3 separate regions of the Sus scrofa genome follow, and all the other regions are linked to region 1. The links are chromatin contacts, called in public targeted proximity ligation maps. All regions are on one chromosome and are shown on one strand. The core of a region is the stretch at or near the end of the contact, and the rest is flanking DNA. Distances in the headings are between cores, read along the strand shown.

Region 1 (2,700 bases), core at 153-2,652:
TACCCCTCTCCCGCTAATGGTAACATCTTTCATGACTGTGCTGTATTTGTCAAAGTTAAGGAATTAACATTGGTACCTTGCCATCAGCTACACTCCATGCTACTCAGATTTCACCCTTTCTCCACTAGCGTCCCAGGATCCCACATTCTGCTTACTTATCACGTCTCTTTTGTCTCCTCAATCTGTGACTTTCTGTCTTTCCGTGTTTATCATGACCTTGGCCATTGTGAAGACTACCAGTCAGGTATGTCATACCAGTTCCCTCGATTCGGGTTGTCCGACGGTGTCTCAGACTAGACTCAAGTGATGGCTTTTGAGGAAGAAGACCCACAGGTGAAGTGCCTGGGAGGGGCTTTCTTAAAGAACAGGGAGCTCAGAAGTGACGAACGAGCCTGCCTTCACATTTTGTTCATTCTATGCGTATTTTTAAGAGGTTTTGTGCCAATTTTGTGTTGAAGTTTTTCGATTTAGATCTTCAGCTTCTCCTAAAAAATGGAAAGAGCTGGTGGAGTTCCCGTTGTGGCTCAGCGAAAACAAATCTGACTAGCATCCAAGGGGACACAGGTTCGATCCCTGGCCTTTGCTCAGTGGGCTAAGAATCTGGTGTTGCCGTGAGCTGTGGTGTAGATTGCAGATGCGGCTCGGATTTGTTGTTTCTGTGGTGTAGGCCGGTAGCGACAGCTCTGATTCGACACCTCACCTGGGAACCTCCATAGGCCATGGGTGCGGCCCTAAAAAGACAAAAAAAAAAAAAAAAAAAAAAAAAAGAAAAAGAAAAGAAAAGAAGGAAAGAGCTGGTGATACAGGCTTCCATGGTGATCAGAGCTGAGTGCCGGGGGCGGTGCCCCTCGGTGGGATGTGTCCCCTTCAGGCCACACCAGTCCCAGCCCCCAGCTCTGAGCCCCAGCATCAGCTGCCATTGCTCTTCATGCCCACGGTGCTGATTTTCCTACAGTAAAGAGGTGGCTTGCATGTTTCAGTTACAATAGAAATGAACCCAGGTGGCCCCAGGCTTTAAGAAAAAGAAAGCAAGAGCCAGAAATGGGGTGAGGTGAATCGCAAGGAAACTGTGTTTTTTCCTAATAGCAGGAAAAGGCGTGAAGGAACACTCTGGAAACTGCCTGTGGTTCTCTGTCACTATGTCCACATGACACGGTCCTTACCCCTCACTCGGCAGCACAGAGCAGGGGGCGTGGGTCAAGAGGGAAGCCGATCAACAGGGAAGTAGGCATGTGAAGGGAAAGAACGCCGTAACCTCCACCTGCCCTGAGTTCCCTTCCCCAGGCCACATTCACGTCACTGCCCAGGGATGGCCCTGTCACCTGCTGGACAGGGCCATCCAGTGGGGTCGGCACAGCTGGGCCTGCTCTGGGCAGGAATTTCCACCTGAGAAGAGAGCCTGCGAGTGGAGAGGGGCGCTTCCACACATCTTTTGCAGCCTCCCTAACACACCCGCCTCCCGGAGCCACAGTGAGTCTCCTCCACGCTCCTCCCACCCCTGCTGTCTGTGATCAGACATCCTCTGTCTCAGGAGTGACAGTTCTGAGCCCCAACCTCCCCCATCCCAGGCCAAGTGATGACAGGTTCCCCAGCTGCTCCTCCTCCTCCTCTTCCCCTTTCCCATCCCGTCACCCTGGCCTTGAAGGCTTTAGGATCAGCACAGTGTGACCAGTGAAGATGTGGACCAATCCGAGTCTCCAAGCACCCTGCTAATGTGATGAGTCCCACCCGATGCATCACCAGAGCAAACCTGGGTGGGGCCTGGCAGGGGGAGCAAGACCTTGGGTAAAAGGAGCACTGGATCAGGAGTCAGAGGGTCTGGCCTCAGGCTTGATTCCAGTGGTATGCAGTGTCAGAAAAATCACCTAACCTCTCTGAGCCTGAGCGATCTCGGTTATCAAATCAAGTGACGTTTTTACCTGCCTTGCCAGCCTCCTGCTTTCTGTAATGTATAAAGATGATCAAGGATTTTCCCGGTGGCCTAGTGGTTAAGGATCCACATTGTCACGGCTGTGGCTTGGGTTTGATCTCTGGCCCGTGAACTTCCTCATGCCAAAAAAAAAAAAAAAAAAAAAAAAGATTATCAAGATTAAAAGCTTCATGACTTATTTCCTTCACTCTCCAGCCTGGGTTACATCCTCCTCCGTATGCCCAGAGCAGCCCGGTTTTCGTCATCAGTGTGCCAGCATCACACTCCCTGCACTCCTACTCCTAATAAAACTGCCCTGAGGACAACATACTCAGATTGGAACATGGAGCCTGGATGGTACATGAGCACGTGCCTGAGGCAGGGGTGAGTCAGAGGGCTCTTCTGTGGCACGCAGGACAGACTTTAAATCCCAGAGTGGAATCTCCCTAAGGAGACTCAAAGATGCTTCTCTCAGATGAATAGAGAAGGCTGAGCCATAAGCTTAAAAAATGGTCCAAAGAAGTAAACCTTCAACTTGGTGTGTTATTGCTGGAGCTGAGGCCCAACAGTTAGCAGCTGGCTCGGGAGGTCTCCTGGACAGTCTGTGGAGCTAGGCAGGCTCTGGAGGGCTGGGAATCTAGCAAACCAGGAGATGGCCAAGCTCACAACAGGCCAAAGTGCCAAGAAAATGTGTGAGCCAAGTGACAAAACCAAGAGAAGGAGACAAAACCCACCTTGGGCCTGGCCAGTGGGATCCTGGCAAGAAGAGGTTCCTCATCCGGGACCTCGGA
Region 2 (2,700 bases), core at 142-2,641, 280 kb before region 1:
TATCCTAGTGTGTGACTTGTCTTTTCACTATCTTTAAAAACTTCCTAATTTTGATATGATCAAATTTACTCTTTTTTTTTTTTTTTTTTTTTTAGGGCTGCACCCTTGTCATATGGAAGTTCCCGGGCTAGGAGTTGAATTGGAGCTACAGCTGCTGACCTACACCACAGCCACAGCAATGCAGAATCTTAGCCACGTCTGCAACCTACACCATAGTTCACGCCAATGCTGAATCCTTAACCCACTGAGCAAGGCCAGGGATCAAACCTTCATCCCCATGGATAGTCAGGTTCTTAACCCACTGAGTCACAATGGAAACTCTCTTATTAGTCTTTTTTTTTAATGGTAAGTGCTTATCCTGCATACACTAACCGCCAGCAATTCTACTTCTAGATATGTGCCCTAGAAAAACTTATGCAAATTCTCCAGGTATTAAACTATTCATAGCAGTATTGTCCCTAATAGGAAAAAAAGAAAACAAAATCAAGCCCGGATGCTCCCTAAATGTCCATCAAGAAAGGAGATAAATCCACGTAGGCATGTCCATACAAGGTAATGAACTACAAATACATGTATTTACATGGATTTATTTCACGGACATAATTCTTAACTGATAAAGTATTAAAATTCAAAATCAGCCCAAGTTTTAAAATATGTTACTTAGGAATAAAAGCAGAGGTGTTAAGCATAAAAGCACAGGAAGAGGGATATTCTCACAAACCTCAGGATTATGGTTAGCTCTGGGGAGAAGGGGGGAATGTGAGATGAGAGGGCCACTCAAGGGGCTTCTAAAGTGCCAGGGACTCTGAAGCTCTCTTGTGGCCCAACAGTTTTAAGGAGCCAGCATTGTCACCGCTGTGGCTCATTGTCACTGCTGTGGCGGCATGGGTTTGGTCACTAGAGGAGAAACTTCCACATGCAGCAGGCACGGCCAAAAATAAATAAACAAATAAAGCACTGGGGCTTCTAAAGTTCTTACTATCCCAGGAAATGTTTGCATGGCTATTTTCTTTATTATTTTCTTTGCAATGAACCTATGCTTTATATACACACTGTTATATGATCTATTTTTCCAATAAAATATTTTAACATATTATTCTCCTAGCAATCATATTTGTCATCCTGGTTTAAGGATGCTAAATAGAAGATCCTGAATATTTTAGGGGAGCAGCTCCCGGAAGCCCGCTTTGGATCCGTTACATCATAATCACATGGGCCGTGTATTAAAACTACAGACTGCCAGCCCTCCCTTCCCCTAACCCCCTTCCCAGGCTACAGAATCAGAAACTGAAGAAACGTGTCATTTTGCCCAGTTCTACCTAGGTAGAACTCGGTCCTCGGCAATAATACAAGGGTGTCTGTGGCTCTCTACTGCCCTCTCGTGGCCAATTTTTCCACCCACCCTAAACCAGCCAAGATGAGGAAAGGAGCAGATCCTGTCCTGGGGTCCGCCCAGGGTTGGTGATGGCGCTGAGGACTTTGAATAGTTGGGCTGGATAATGAAGCATAGCACCTAGAACCCACTAGCTTGTCTAGTATTTCAGTTAAAATCCTATGTGCTATCGCCTGGCTTACTTTCCTGAAACTTATCTGCGCTCCTCCTGACAGAGAGGACCTCAGGGACCACAGACCCCCTCCCATCTGCCTCAGACCCTCTTGCCCACAGAGGTGCTCTGATTCTGGAACCCACCTTCCCGTCTGGATCTACCATCCACACACACTGGCCCTGTGCTACCTGGTCTCCTTTTCTGACTGGACACCTGTGGTCTAATTAGACCCCGGGTCCTGGACTCACCTGCAGGATCCTCTCCTCCCTGTGACTTTGGCATGACCTGGCCTATGAAGAAGGTTAAGCCCCAAAGCCAAAGAGAATTGCAGTCCAGAGGCAGATGAATGCTCTGAGGCTGCTGTTTCTCCCACCTTAAACTTCCTTCCTCCTCCTTTTTTGTCTTCCCTTCTCAAATGGTCAGAGTTTCTGCTCCCTGACATTGAGCTTGGAATAGACAGGTTTGCTCAGAAAAACTGTGGAATTGGTATAACTCAAAGGCAGAATCTGGACCAGAACACAGGGGTAGATTTTAATGGTGTAAAGTCCCCACTCATTTTGCTCCACCTCAGTCCCCAGCTCATACCCTGTAAGAATCCTGAATGTAGACCCTATTACTGTACATGACCACTGGCCTCTCTTGAATGACCAAGTCCCTGCTCACTCCTCAGGCCACCCAGTGGAAAGCAGTGAGGTATGATGATTTAAAATGTGAATTTAGAATAAGAATTGTATTTGGAATCTCTGTTTGTTTATATGCTGGTCTTGGAACATTATTTTAATGTCTCTAAACCTCAACTTCCTCATCTGTAAAATGGGGTTAACAACCATTTTGTCGTGATTATGAAATGAGACAGAAAATGAAATCATTCACTCTGTATCACAGTCATACAAAAGTACTTAATAAATATTATTTGCTATTATTTATTATTAAGTCTAGATTTTTTAGTGCTCAAAGGGCTATGTCCCTGGGGTGGAGTTAGTTGGACCCCTGAGCAGCATATGTTGCCCAAAGGCTCCTTTCTAAGCAGCCAGCTCCCCAAGAACTCTCTAGAGAATGCTCCAGCTTGACTCCTTTCTGACTGTCTCCTCTAAACTCCATCATGGCTCTAGCCCAGCAGCTGGAATCTTCTAGCAGGGGTCACACCTGTTAG
Region 3 (2,700 bases), core at 99-2,598, 340 kb before region 1:
GCGGCTTACAGCTCATGGAGGGCAAGAGGCTGGGGGGAACTTAAACGTCGTATGTTATGCGTGTGTTCTCAAGTCTCAGCACAGAAACATCTTCAAAAGCTTCACTTTTCTGAAACCAGTCAGATTTAGAGGCATTTAAAGAGAGGCTCTTGCAGAGAGTCCTGCTCCTGCTTCATATTCTTTAGCTGTTTAGGAAGCTGTGCTGAGACCCTGAGATGAGACAAAGTAGTTTTTTCCAGAATGTTCCTGTTTCTCAGATTGTGACTCTTTTGACCAGCATATACTGGATAGGAAATCTCAGTTCAGTTGTATTTGCCGGTTGTTATGACAGACAAAAATCACTCGTGTGAGCACACCAGGCACAGACACTGTTCTGAACCACTCACCTATGTGAAGGCATTTTATCCTCACAGCAACCCTATGAAGAAGGTTTTCCTTTGAGGGATCTGATTTATGGAGATTACATAGCTTGCCCAGCTGGTAAGTCATGTATTTGTTTCCTAAGGCTCCTGTAACAAATTACCACAAACTGGGTGGCTTGAGATGACAGAAATTTATTCTCTCATAGTTCTGGGGTTCAGAAGTTCCACATCAAGATGCCAGCAGGACCACACTCCCTCCAAAGCCTCTTAGGAAGAATATTTCCAGCTTCAGGTAGCTGCAGGTGTTCCTTGGTCAGCATCACTCCAGCCTTTGCCTCCATCTTCACATGGCCTCCTCTTCTTCTGCATCTGTGTCTGCTCTTATAAGACACTTGTCGCTGGCTACAAGACCCACCCTGGTAATTCAGGATGAGCTCATCTCAGACATTCTCAGTGTATTTACATCTGCAAAGGCCCTTTTTCCAAATAAGGCTGCATTCACAGGTTCCCAGGGTGAGGAGGTGCTCATATCTGGGGGAAGGGCACCCTTTAACCCACTAAACAGCTGGAGTTCAGTCAGGTAGTGAAGCTTTAGAGCACAGCCTCCTAACCCTTATGCTACCCTCTTTCACACGCTGACTTTTCATAGGTGTCAAGAAGACACTGGCTAAGTTAACCTGGGCTTTTCAGAGATCATCACAGCACTGAAGAGTGCATTTTTTTGTCTTAAGTAGCCTGTCCACATTCTGGAGGGGCAGCCGGTAAAGTACACGCTATCCCCTCTGATGGAGGAGGAGGAAAAACAGGATATTGGGTTCCTTTTAAAAGAGGACTGAACGTAGCTCTGTAAATGTTAAAAGCTTATATATTTTCAAAAAAATTCAAACACAAGCATAAAACCTCATTGCCTCAAAACCACAGCTGACGAAACCACCATTGACAAAGAATTACTCCACAGGCAGTGAAAATCTGACAAAACACAGCGATAGTCCAAAATACGGTGTTAGGTCATTACCCAGACACCAGCAGAGTGGAGTCTTCTACCATAGTTCCTTTGTGCTGAGAGAAAACATATTTTGAAATGAAGCCTGCAGCTTAAGTGCAGAAAACTTAAAGCTGTAGACAATCAATATTGTCATTTAAAGGGTGAACTTTATTTCTTCTGAGGTAAAGTGATGAGCCCAGGCAAAGCACTCACTCTACCAGATATGATTTGAAACAGCTGAAAAATAAACTTCTGACAATAAGATTTTAGGACAGAAACACTGCCAGAGCTCTAAGTGCCTTTGAGAATCATAAAAAGAAAGTAAACAATGCCAAAGGCCAGACGAACAAAAGGAAAATTCTTACTTCGTTTGTTCTCGTCAAATACCGTAGAAAAATAATCTGTGCTTAGCCAGTTCTTCTGGAGTCCAAATTCCTGCCCTGTGCTCATCATTCTGTTTAAGCTCTGTGCTTTCAGGCTGTCATTAAATGCCTTACATTTGTGGATGGGGCCAAGATAGTTTTCAATCTGAAGCCATTGAGAGCCTCAAGGCAGATTCTGAAGGTCTTTACCACCTGAGCCTGGCCATCTGGGCTCTTCTTTCACAGCTGTGACATTGTCTTGGTGTCTGACCCCTATGGGAGAGCTGAGTCCATTAGCAGAATCCTTATGCCTTCGGCAACTTCAATTAGCCAAGAGCATGCCAGGAGGTCAAGGTGCTGGTGATAGAAAAAAAACAGATCATAAGAAAACCCTCTGGTTTAAGCTTTGTGAACAAGAGGCTTATTTTGTCAGACCCCCAGAGCTGCCTTATGAACAAGCCAGAAGCTAACTGGGCAGTGAAGGAATGGGGAATGGGTGAGTGACAAACTGGGTTGTTGCTTCTTAACAGAGACTTGACTATATTAACAAGCATGGTGTGGTTAACTGACTAGTCCCAGAATTTTACCAGCTACCCCGGAGCTTGCTGATGAACACTGTCCCAGGGACCTGTGTTAGGATGAGTTCCTTCTGATAGCTTACTCCTTTGGATGGAGTCCAAGAGGGCCACGCGCCCTGTGGAATTCCACACCGTAACCGGGCATGCTTCAGAGAGATTCCAGAGCAGTGATGATTTTACTTATTTAGGCTGAAGGTTATCTGCTCGTCCTCCTCCAGATCCCTTTAAGCCAAGGGAAGGGCACCTCGTTAGTGTCAGATGTCGAGGGTCTGGTTCCCTTTACCCAAATGAGCTTTTCATGTCATACATACTCCTGAAGATCTGAGAAGACTTTTCTTTTGGGATTTGGCTAGGAAAGAAGGCATCATAGGAAAGAAGGCATCATAACCTGACATGGCAGTGGGGGGCTCTGA

What was found.
Region 2: a targeted proximity ligation map of alveolar macrophages shows a contact between it and region 1. A contact is called at or near these places in 8 of 47 Hi-C or Micro-C datasets (embryonic fibroblasts, fetal heart ventricle, heart right ventricle and 3 more) and 2 of 2 datasets of targeted methods (alveolar macrophages and skeletal muscle).
Region 3: a contact with region 1 is called in a targeted proximity ligation map of alveolar macrophages. A contact is called at or near these places in 1 of 47 Hi-C or Micro-C datasets (embryonic fibroblasts) and 1 of 2 datasets of targeted methods (alveolar macrophages).

Annotation. Positions count from the first base shown.
Region 1 is chr3:102,042,508-102,045,207 of Sscrofa11.1, reverse strand. No RefSeq gene overlaps it. Among named protein-coding and RNA genes, the nearest start is that of ATL2, 87 kb to the right of the region's middle.
Region 2 is chr3:102,323,027-102,325,726 of Sscrofa11.1, reverse strand. No RefSeq gene overlaps it. Among named protein-coding and RNA genes, the nearest start is that of RMDN2, 17 kb to the right of the region's middle.
Region 3 is chr3:102,384,394-102,387,093 of Sscrofa11.1, reverse strand. No RefSeq gene overlaps it. Among named protein-coding and RNA genes, the nearest start is that of RMDN2, 78 kb to the right of the region's middle.